Regions from separate parts of the Gossypium hirsutum genome. Here region 1 is linked to region 2. Evidence: chromatin contacts called from public Hi-C data. All regions are on one chromosome and are shown on one strand. The core of a region is the stretch at or near the end of the contact, and the rest is flanking DNA. Distances in the headings are between cores, read along the strand shown. Region 1 holds the start of LOC107887149. Region 2 overlaps LOC121217708.

Region 1 (6,211 bases), core at 1,972-4,471, 130 kb before region 2:
TTATTGCCGCTGGCAGGCCATGTTAAGGTGTTCTCTTTTGTTTGAAATGTTACAGCGGATACACATTGAAGGCCTAGCTACCCAGCAAAGGTAAAGACTGATTTAGGGGTTATGCTCAGAATTTGTTTTTCTTTATTAATTCTCCAGAAATAAAAGTAGGCATTAAGCTTTGGTTTATCAGTATGACCTATTTTGTTTCTCGTTGTCCATAGTTATTTCATGGATCTAATCTAATGAAAAGACGCATTCAGTTTTAATTAAGATGAGCTTGTTTTGCCACTTAGCATAATTTCTATATGGTGGTTGATTTACCATATATGTATTTTGGGGAACTGTATGTGTATATGAAAAGCAAAATTATTTGAAGGGAACTGCTTTACTTACCGTGGATTAGATGGGTGATGGGGATCTGAAGAGTTCCCATCATACAGCAGGTGTATACAGACCCAATTATCGCATCATCTCTATTGTCTACGATAACCAATCTTTAACACTGCATGTGGAAGTTGAACAATGCTCTATTGGAGTAATCAAATCACATGATTGTGAATTGTTATACTTTCAAGTACCGATATGTTATATAAGAATAATATGTCTCTACTAGAGCATGAAGTGACTGGACTTATTAAACTTCTAGCGTGATGCTATTAGAGTTGTACCTGGTTGGATTTATATGATGATTTTGTTTTGAACTTTTCATACATAATGTTTGAAGGGATTAATTTATGTAGTATATATAAGCACATTATTTTTCCATTGAACAGGAATATCGTATATAAAAGGTTACTGATAGTATTTGCATTTAAGGAATCATAATGGTTTGAGATGAGGGTAAATGAAGCTTGTGTAAAGGAGGTGGAGGCAAGGGACAAAATCAAGGGCCTTTAAAGGCAGATTGGTTCATCTTGCTACCTGTGGCTTATTAAAGAGTTCAATTTGAAGGGATACCCATCAAAATAAAATTTGATCACTATCGTTTCAAGAAGACACACTCAAATGTGGAAAATTTTGATCAGAAAGCATTTATCGAATAGTGATTACAAGACTTCTTTCAATGAACTTGGCGCCTCCTACCTTACCTTGCATTTGTGGTGGGAGAGAAATGACTCGTCTTTGGTCCCCCGCTTCCACCAGCAACTCTGATCCTCCTCTATACTGCACTTGTCATGCAATGAACAATCATCAGCATAATTCACCAAATCAAAATTTTTACAAGTGATGACATGGGAGGAGCAATGAGAACTTAAAAACGACTTTTGAACCTTCAAAACTATCACACAACTTGAAAAGAATTGAGGGATTCAGAACTGAACATACTTGATATAGCTTGATCTCTGACTTCTCGAAACCTGGCATGAGAAGGGTTGCTGTTTTCTTTGCTGTGTCAAAAATCACAGATGAAACCTTCTGGCTTGCTGGCAAAGAAAGAAGACCCCTTGCACCCTCCACGCTATTGTTCATCATGATGGCATTCCAATCTTGAGGGGAATCCACTGCAAGATTCGGAATACAAGCAAAAGGCAAGGGATACAAATTCTTCTTCAGATTTTCCACTGATTCAACATCCAAATGATGGGTAGGAATGGCAAATGCACCACCCACCTGTGTATCAGCTTGGATTGCACAACCCCAGAAACGTAATGCTGAACTGATTGATATTGAAATGTTTGGATTCATCACAAGAAAGCACCCAAATTGATAAGATCCTGAAGATCCTCTCTGCACAACTTACAGCCTTTCAATCTCCTATATCAAAAAATTGGTGAATGATAAAATGAAATACATTCCGTGGTTACCTCAAGAATTCGTTCTAGACTGTCCCATATTTCAGCACTGATTGTTCCAGTGAGTTGGGATGGGTTACCACTTATGCCCATAGCTTCATCTACGAGTCTCAGGAGTGAAGGACCAGCCAATCTCCCAAGGTCAGTTTTCTCAGCCATGCTCCGCAGGTACTTCAAGTAGAGTCTGTGCAGAGTTAGAGGGGGTTGTGTACATACTTCATTTTAGGAAAGAAAGATAAATTGTTTTGCCTATTTCCAAACCTTGCTTTACTGCTTGCACCTATCATTCTTAGGGTTTCTTCGGTGCTGATACCATCATATATGATAATGTCAAATTTATCGTTTTGATGGTTCTTCCGAGCCCGTTTCCCGAATAAACCCAGAAGCCTCACAAGTGCAAGTAGTGAAAAGATAGAATCCATTCCGGGAAGCACCCCAAGCTCTTCTCCAACAACCTAGTAGACTAATACATGTCAAAATCAACATTCATAGTGTGAAGTGCAAACACCTAAGGTAAAAAGGATGATGAGATATTACATACACACCCCTTCCAGAACTCCTTGTGTCAAATTAAGACGGCCATCTGCTTTCTTCAGCTCATTTAGAGGTTCAAGAAGCATCTGCAGTTTAACGAATGATCCATTCTCAGCGTAATTACAATAAACCCATTTGAAATGGATAGATGATGAAGCATGGAAAAGGAACATACTTTAGTAGTTTCCAGCCTAACAACAGAAAGGTTGCGGGTGCATAGAGTAGGAGAGGAGTCGATCTTACAATTGAGAAGACAGTCAGCAGTGCGATCCTGTCCTTGTAACACTAAGCATGTGCTGAGTCCAGCCATTGCATAGTGCTAAGCAGCAGCAAAGAAAGGCATGAAACAAAGAGATTAGATGATGATATTTGGAAAAAGGGGCCATTTCTAATTAACCCTATCTGTCAGCTTCAGCTTTCCTTTTCCGTTAATTGGGGACAAGTGTAACTAGGAAGTAGTACCTGGGCAGCGAAAACAGAGGAGATGGTCTTGCCGGAGCCGCCTTTGCCTAAGAAGGTGATCAATCTTGGAGTGTTTGAAGAAGAATCAATGATGTCATCACCATTGTAGACCGAAAGTTGAGAGATTGTTCTTCGTGAGGGACTCCAAAGACTGGATTTGGACTTGGAATTGGAGAGAGGGAAGATAACAGGGGAAGACACAAGCACAGAGGACATTTTTGTTTTTCAATTTTTAGACATAGAACAAGCCTATGGCTTTATAGTTTACAAACAATTACAGACAGGAAATGGATTAATTAGCCGATTAAACAAAGCGTTCTTATGCCGGGCCGTGTTGGCCCAATCAGACAGATCCCATTCCCAGCACCGGCTAGATTACATCATACTTTTTCTCTACTAAATGCTATTCATATATTCGTATTTTAGTATTTAGAGTAACAAACAAAAATATAGAAGGTATATTATGACATAAGTTCTCTGACCAAGAAAGTATATCGAGATAAACTTCATTTTACTCCTACTAAAATTTGCTCAAAATTAATTCTTGTACTAAAAGTTATTCAAATAATGGCATCGCTATAATTTTCTGTGGAATTACTGATAATTTAAATAAAACATATCATTTCATGCTCGTAAAATTCTCAAATTATTCCAAAAAATCTGTGTGGTTGAAAATTTATTCGTTCAATTTTGTATTTTTAACTTAACACTTACAGCTTTCTTTACCATTTCATTGAACCATTTAGAAATGGTTTCTTTTAAATCCCAAATATTCTCTTCACTTGCCTGTCAAAAACTTGCATGACTTGAGGATATTGGCTTCCAACAATGGCGAGACCAGGCTCCAATATTCTTTCCTTTATTTTACTTCACCCAATTATACTTTGTTTTTAAATTTTTTTTAACTTAGATTCTAACATTTAAATTCACTCCTATTTTGGTATTTTATCTTTAAATTAATAACGGAAAGTTTTTTAATTGATATTGTTGAGTATGACTCATATTTCAGTCAAATTTGAGAGATAATCTCTCAGTTACACTCTGTCTATTTGTTTAAGTCAAACTCTGATTAATCTAGATTATTTTATTATTATTTGACTTAAGACACCCAGTAAAAGATTAGAATATAACACTTTTGGAGAATTTTGTGTTAACGTTTTGAGGGTTCTTTATTTTTGAGTTTCGGGGTTTAGTTTTTATTTTTATCTTTTATACTCTTCGTTCTTTTTCTATTATAGTAAAATTATATTTGTATGTGATTTTTTATCCTCTTTGGAGGGTTTTTCCATGTTAAATTTATGTGTTCGATTTCTCAATTTATTTCATTATTTTTTACTTGTTCATTGCTTAATTGGGTCGATCCCCAACAAATGGTATCAGAGTTAGTTCAATTTTTGTAGATCAGCCTGTTTAGAGATGAAAGCAGCAAGGTTTGACATTGAGAAGTTTGATGGTGCCACAAATTTCAATCTGTGGCAAGTTCGGATGATGACAATTTTAGTTTAGACTGGCCTGAAAGGTCCTTACCGAGAAAAATCCTAAGAAACTCTTTATTTGATTAAGTCTCTAGCTAACCATTTAGTGTTGAAACAACGTTTAGTTACGTTTCACATGAATAAAGGTGAGCTTCTTAGAGATCATATTAGTCAATTTATTACCCTTTTGAATAATTTAAAGAATGTTGAGGTTAAGATTGACGATTAAGATCATGCTATGCTATTATTGTGCTCTTTACCCTCTTTCAAGGAGACCCTAATTTATGGCAGAGACAAACTCTCTTTCGAGGATGTAAAGGGTCATTTGTTGAGTAAAGACAAACTCGATAATAAGTTTGGTTCGAATAGCAAGGTAGATAGGCAAGCTTCCGTTTTGGTTGTCACACCCCAAAATAGAGCCTAGGAGTTTTAGGGGTATTTTAGGAATTTTAGTCTTAGAGTGTTCAAAATTTTGAGACATGGTTTATTGGTAATGTTTTTTACTATGGTTTTTAGAAAATTAAATCAATTTTGGAAAATGAGTTTTAAATACCTTTAATTTTGAAAATAGAACTGATTTGTAAAAGAGTCTAAATTATGAGTTTTTAAAAGGCAATTAAACCAAATTTTAATTTTCACCCTATTTTCCCCCTTTATATTCACAAAACCCACATTAGTCTTCTCTATCCTTTGTGTATGTTGCCGTCACTTTGCTCTCCCAAATCCCTCATCCAATTTTCTTTGTTAAATCTTCAATCTTTTGATTTTTATCATTCTCCAAGTCAATTACCTTCATAAATCTTCAAGAAAACACTCAAAAACTCTATAGATTTCATCATCTTCTTCTGTATGGATTTTCTGGGTTTTTTACAAAAGTCCATTTTCCTTCTAACTAAGGTAACCGTTCATATTTCTATTAATTTTAAATGTTATTTAGTCTTTAAAACTAAGTTTTTGGACATTAAATCACATGTTTTAAATAAAAGTAAAAAATTAGCTCGTTAATGGTGGATTTCAAGATTTTGAGTAAAAACATGGTTTCAAAGTGTTTTTAAATTAGTTTTGACATGATTAAGAGGTTTCTAAACTTAATTTGAAGTTTCGTTAAAGATTTCTTAAATTTTAATGAATTTTTAGAAAATTGCCATAAACATGTCGAAAAAGTTAATACTATGAACTAAGTATTTTTGTGTAGTTTAAAGGTTGGGAATTAGTCGTAGGTGACTTATAAGATGAACAGAATTTGTTTTAGGTGAAAAGATTAAGTATAGATCAAGATATTTGAGTTTTAAGTTTGCTATGTTAAAGGTTTTGGTTACATGAGAACCTAGCTTAGACTTGTGCTTTTGGATTGTTTGATGAGAATATTTGGATTAATGTTGCTGTGTGAATTGCCTTGTTGAAGCGTTGGAATCAATAAGACCCTTTACGAGTAGAGATAAAGGCAAAGAAAGGCTAGTTTGAACTTTCGGCTTTTCGGCGAAAGCGTGTTGGTAGTGTTTGAAATAATTACTTGTGGACATGATTCAATGTGTTATTTGGGAATTTAGTAGTAGCCTAAAACCCTACTCTAAATTTCGAGTATAAGCTTTTTCATACCTATGTTATCTTATGAATAATGTGCGTATGTATTTCTAAATATGTGAATTGAGATGAGATGCTATAACATGTGAGATATAGTTATGATAACCGTTGAGAAAGTGTAGATGTAAGCATGTTATACATGCTATATGACAGTGATAATTTTATGTTATAATGTGATATTTGTAGTGAATAAGTACAGTGAACGGTAAGTGATATGTGTGTGTTAATAACAGATATTTTGGCCTTGTGATCATTGAGACCATTGGATATAGTTGGCATGCCATAGGGTTGTGAGCACTCACTTATATGTACAGTGATTTTGGGAGTTGGGGCCCTGGGACATGTTAGAACGATAAGAGAATATGACCTAAG
Region 2 (5,762 bases), core at 591-3,090:
CTGTCACAGTATGATAGCTAAAGCCTAAAAGTGTGGAAAAATTTTCATTAGCCACCATCACTATTCATCAAAAGCAATGCAGATGACTTCTTTTTCCCTTATATTCAGTAGTTCCTAGTTAGTCAATATCTAAGTAGTAAAGGGCTTAGGAAATCTTTTCATAGGATAATATTGTTTCTTAATAAAGGAGAATTGTAGTGCAGTTTGCTTTTAGTTTATCATTTATAAAGAGAATGTATTAAAATGCAGTAGTAAAAGAAGAACTGAGTCATGAGATACATTCATGTTAGCATACTAAATTTAGCAATGAAATTTGTTTGCTTCTCATCGTATTTGCCAGTTAACTTGTTCTTATTGCATATTGTGGGGCCTTCTTGAGTTCTACATAGATAATAGTGGGGTTCCCCCCCCCCTCCCCGTCTTTTTGCTGATCTTTTCTTTCATCCTCAAACATTCAGATATAACACTTTCTCACCTGATATTGTGAAGAAAAGACCAAAATCAGTTCTTGTTGAGGAGGTAAACATAGTATTTGGAGTCTTCAAATTGTGAAGTATTTACTTATGCATTTTTTGGTCTAACCTGTTTGCTACGGTCTGAAATCTCTGTCTATAATTGAGCAATATTATATGCATGTTTTGAAATCCTTTAAATATAGATTTGGAGATTACAAGCTGCACTCAGTGAGCAGACTGAAGTCACCAAGTACAGCCAGCAGGAGTTTGAAAGACTTCAATATGTATTATTTCAACACCAAGCTTAAGTTGTTACCAAGTTATTCTAATTGTTTGGCTAATATATACTGTATTGCTTACTTATTAATTGAATGGATCTGTCACTCAGGAAAAGATTCTGTGTAGAGTTTGCTTTGAGGAACAAATCAGTGTAGTCCTGCTGCCTTGTAGACATCATGTTCTCTGCAGGTATTTGCATCTACCCTTGTAATACTGACAATGTTATTTTCCATTCTGGCTGTTTTCTCAGTAGTGGACTATTGATTAATGCAAAGATGTCTGTTAAAAGCTTTGGCTTAGGCATCATGTATACTCAGAAATATATTATTATGGTATTTACATGACTAGTAGTGGCATACCATATTTTGGGCATATGGTGTGTAATATTTTCATTTCTTATCAAAGGATGTGGAACTTGTTTTCTTTAATTATTAATAATGCTGTTTCTTTCTCAGCACTTGCTGTGAGAAGTGCAAAAGGTGTCCAATCTGCCGTGTTTCTATTGAAGAGCGACTGCCAGTCTATGATGTCTAGTCTCAAATTACCTGTAGAAAAGTTGGTGTAATTTTTTTTTCTTCAAACCGTTTCGAATTGCTTGTGATTTTAGATGAAGCAAGCATTGAGAAGCTGGCCATTCTGGTTTCTCCAAACGTGATATAGTTGTGTTTTGCCACTCAGGAATTGTAAATGACTAGTTGCATTCTGAAATGAAATGAAAGTAGTGATTTTGACATGTTTTGTGATAAATCATGGGTTCTTTTTCCTTTTTCGCTTATGAAATATAAATGAGGATGATGAAGCGCTCTCTTCCGCACGTGTATAGTTAGTCTTGGATTTCCCAGGAATTATATGTTGCTAGGGTTGCATTGTTCTTTTCTTTAAATATGCATAAATTAGGATAAAGAGAGATTGGTGGGTTAAATATTTTGGTTTGTGATAGGGAGGAGAAAATGTTGGGACAGTGTGATTTGGTTAGGGTCAAATGGAGAAATAAGCAAGAGTTGTTTAGGGGGATATCCAAAGAGATAGGGCAGGATATGTGGAAGCAACCAAATGAATAATATCAGATAGTGATGCCAAACCATATTGCATCTCTGTTGCCACTCAAAGTTCCTCTCCACTAATAATTTTTACTGCCTTCAGCAACATGGCTGAAACCCTTACTCGGTGCTAAGGACAAAGACCCACTATCCTCAACTACCTCTACTCCAAACCAACTGTTGTGGATGGATCAAATTTCAAACCTTTTCGGAATAAAAATATTCATTCTCTTTTTTTTTCTTTAAAAATTAATTAGCACTTAATACAACAAATATTGATAGTAAATTTAAATTTTGATTCTTGAATTTGACAAGTAAGTTCAGATTGACTGTTAGAATTTTTTTTTAATTCTATTTTGACCATTAAACTTAATAATTGTTATTCATTTAAACTTATTTTGTTAATGATAGTGAAAAAAAGGCATACCCAACATATCATATCACGCCACCTGTATTGTCAAATCACTGTATTTTAAAATAATTATAATAATACTTCTTATTTGTAGAATAAAGAAGTGAAGAAAAATAAAAATGAATTTTAATAAAATTAACTAGAAAAACGGAGTAACTAAAAATCCTTTGGAACCCCTAAATGAAAGGGACCAAAATACTAAAATATTGAAATACCATTTCAATCCAAAAGGCCACCATAATTGTGGGGTGAAAGATTCCGTCAAAAAATTTTCATTAAACTTTTTCTTTTTTATGGGTTATCATTTTTGTTGTTTAAGACTATGGGTTTCATTACAACATTATTGTAATGGTTTTGATTTTTACTATTTGATGTTGCTGAAAACTTTTGATTACAACTATGTGTTTCATATCTAACTTAAAAATGCTACTCCAAGTTCATCTAATCTTAGAGTTAAGTAGTTCAAAAAATATTCTATTTATTTTTTAAATTATTAAATAACATAAATTTTTCTTACAAAAAATAACACATTTTTCTATAACTAGTGTCATGATATGATAAGTCGAGTATGTCAAATTATTTTTTTCATAGTCATTAATAGAATAAACTTAAATAAATAATAAACGGTAAAAAAAAGAGAGTATAGGAGTCAATGTAAACTCACTTGTCGAGTTAAGGAATTAATGTGGACTTAGATTTGACATAAAAATACTCAAGTAGTGGTTCATGACTAAAAATTAAGTTAGATGTGAATATAAGATTTGATGTTATAAAATGTTAAATTTCAATTGTAATGTCTACCATAAAAATATTATGACGGAATTGTGGAGGCTTCCATGATTACTGCCTCAAAATGGTTTAAATCCCACAAAATGATCATCTAAACAGAGAGTTGAATTAACTATTTGAAGGCATTCACAGCGGATAGTGAAGAGTGAAATGAATCCCCAATAGTTATTATTTATGTGGGATGCTGCTACACTGAACTTTCTAATGCTTTCATTTGCATTCTGATTTCATGCTGTTTTGAAAAACTTTTAACTTATTACAGCAATGAATAGAAAAAGAAGACCACAACCTAACCAGATTTGGGTAAAGAATGATCCAGCACATCTGAGTAATAATGATCAATATTTGATTGGTGTTCTTGTGAAACATGATGTTATAATTAACGAGGTTTTTTTTTATAAAAATAATATAAAAAATTAATTAATTATGAAAATGATTTGGGGGACAAATTAGTAACGGAAATGAGTTGTTTGTTATAGTGTCGCCTCACAGATCAGGGGCACCACTCCCCTTTTTCAGTCAATTATCAAGCTTTTAAACAAAGAATTTTTTTATTGATGTCACCACTGTATCAGGTGACACTTATATATATTTATCCAAATATCCGTGAAAATACGTGTATACACAATGAGAAAAAAAACTAAAAAAAATTATATTAATGGTTCCTCCGATCTATTTGGTGGCACGGTGATAAATTATAAAAAAACCAATGTAAAAAAAAAGGCTATGAAGAAAAAATAATAATTTTTTAATGGTGTCATCGGTTTGTCAAACGACACCGATGATGTGTCAGAAAAAAAAACCTGTGAAGAAAAATATATATTTTTAACGGGTGTCGTTGGTGTGTCAAGCGGCACAAGTGATGAGTCAAAAAAAAGCCTGTGAAGAAAAGTATATATATTTAATGAGTGTTGCCAGTGTGTCTGGCGACTTTGGTGTTTTTTTAAAAGAAAATGGCTATCAGGGAAAGAAAGGAAAATTGAAAAAAAATTAATTTATTAGGGGTGCCGCCGACGTGTCAGGCGGCACCACCGAGTATATATACTCCATCATTGGCCAAAAATTTGTTTATGTTGAAGTTTTTGGTTTCTATTGAAGTTTTGGGTTTATGTTGAAGCTTTTAATTTTTGCTAAAGTTAAGAAAAAAGAAGAAGAAGAAGAAGAAAGATTTGTGTTAGTAGAATGTGAGGAACAGGAACAAAGAAGAAACAAAATTTGTGTTTTAGATTTCAAAAATCAAGTTCGAGTTTATAAGGTTAGTTTGTAATTATTTATACGTAATTATATTTTTAATAAGAGCCAATATTTTTTTAAAATAAAAGTAACTTTTTTATTTTTAATTTATTTTAAAGATTTAGTATCGAAAATAAATAACCAATTCTTTGTATATGTTCATTTCGAGGGGGTAATTTTACAAATAATAGTTGGTTGTACATTTGAATATTGTCAGCAAATAGGAATGAAGTTTAATAAGAATGTAAAATTTGATGATATGAAAGAAAAGATTAGTGCGAAAATTGCTCGACATTATAGAAAGAGGATGTCCAGACTATTCTACAAATTTCTAGTTTTGTCAAATCCATACAAATTTACAAAAATGAAACTTGTAGATGATGAAGACGTGGAGACTATAATTGCACTTTTTTGCTCAATTAGGAATGTGAATGCTGAATCAATTGAGTTGTTTGCTGAGTTAGCGGATATGGAGCCAGTTGAAAATGTTAGTCCATTAAGTCAACATATGGAGTTTAAGACCCGTGTACGGAGGTTTTGAGAGCGACTATCGATAGGCGATCGTCTGTACACGGATTTGACTTTGATTTGAATTTTGGATGGGCAGAGCAATGTGGTTATGGAGCGGCATCGACAAGGGCCAAAATTCTACACCGTATTTTGACTGCGTATAACAACATTAATTCGGGTCCCTATTTACAAATACATCTAGTGGTGATTGAAACTAATGTAGATGGTGAAAAAGGACCTAACAATGATGGTCATTCTGATCATGAGGGTGAAGATTTTAGTGATCCCGATCTGGATGAGGTCCTAGATGATATCGAAAATGAAGGAGTGGACAATGATGAAAATGTATACGACCCTTCGGTCGAAAACCCGACTCGTGGAATTTTCATATGCAATGACTCTAGGGCCCACATGTTGAGCTTAGATCCCGATATGGCGTATGCATCCGAGTTCCCTAAGTACCTAGATATAATACCTTCTCATCGATTGGCAGTAGATTTCAAATCGAAAGAGTTGTTCGCACGCCAACAATTCACAAACAAGGAGGATTGTGTATTTTCCATCAAATAGTATAACATGAGGGTATCGTTGGACTATGAAGTCACTGTATCTAATTCGAAATTATATGTTGGGGAGTGTTAAAAGTTTGCAGAAGGGCGCAACTGACGGGTATAAGTTGCATTTATCCAGAGGTCGTAACTGTGAAAGATCTAAAAATTTGTTGGGCTCATACATGCTTGCTGCACAGATGATGTAAGACCATCAGAAACTTGATGCGAAAACAATCTGTAACTGCATTAGGTTTGTATCACCCGAATTTGGCAGGTTCTAAGTTTTGGCGCGTAGCCTAAAGGAAATTTGTGTGATGTGGTTCTATCCTACAATTGTTTCTTATGGTGTATAGATTTGGGCGCATAATCGAAGTTAGGATATTAAGTAATGATTTATCTAAGGAAATGGAGTCATAAGGAGAAAATTTAGGCAAAAGAAATCTGTAAGTTAGATTAACGCAAAGGGTCATGTCTGCCAAGTATGTTTAAGTTA

Evidence for each region. A called contact is a pair of places that touch in the nucleus more often than the background predicts.
Region 1: a Hi-C map of fibers shows a contact between it and region 2, with 5 times the contacts expected there. The contact joins the promoter of LOC107887149 here to the enhancer-like site in region 2. A contact is called at or near these places in 18 of 34 Hi-C or Micro-C datasets (anther, callus, fibers and 4 more).

What each region holds. Positions count from the first base shown.
Region 1 is chrA03:56,578,729-56,584,939 of Gossypium_hirsutum_v2.1, reverse strand. It overlaps LOC107887149, which reads right to left and starts at 3,221. Exons shown (of 7, transcript XM_016811304.2): 1 at 2,781-3,221; 2 at 2,494-2,637; 3 at 2,330-2,404; 4 at 2,046-2,239; 5 at 1,797-1,968; 6 at 1,318-1,719; 7 at 775-1,160. The coding sequence starts at 2,996. The coding sequence ends at 1,071. It overlaps LOC107887148 (protein decapping 5), which reads left to right. Exons shown (of 8, transcript XM_016811299.2): 8 at 1-261.
Region 2 is chrA03:56,449,364-56,455,125 of Gossypium_hirsutum_v2.1, reverse strand. It overlaps LOC121217708, which reads left to right. Exons shown (of 14, transcript XM_041093721.1): 11 at 459-519; 12 at 659-739; 13 at 844-923; 14 at 1,190-1,465. The coding sequence ends at 1,268. Among protein-coding and RNA genes, the nearest start is that of LOC121217708, 13 kb to the left of the region's middle. Within about 2 kb of position 1,840, at least 2 of the 9 cell types and tissues checked have an H3K27ac peak or open chromatin away from gene starts, as enhancers often do. A contact at or near this core is called in fibers, where this site is marked.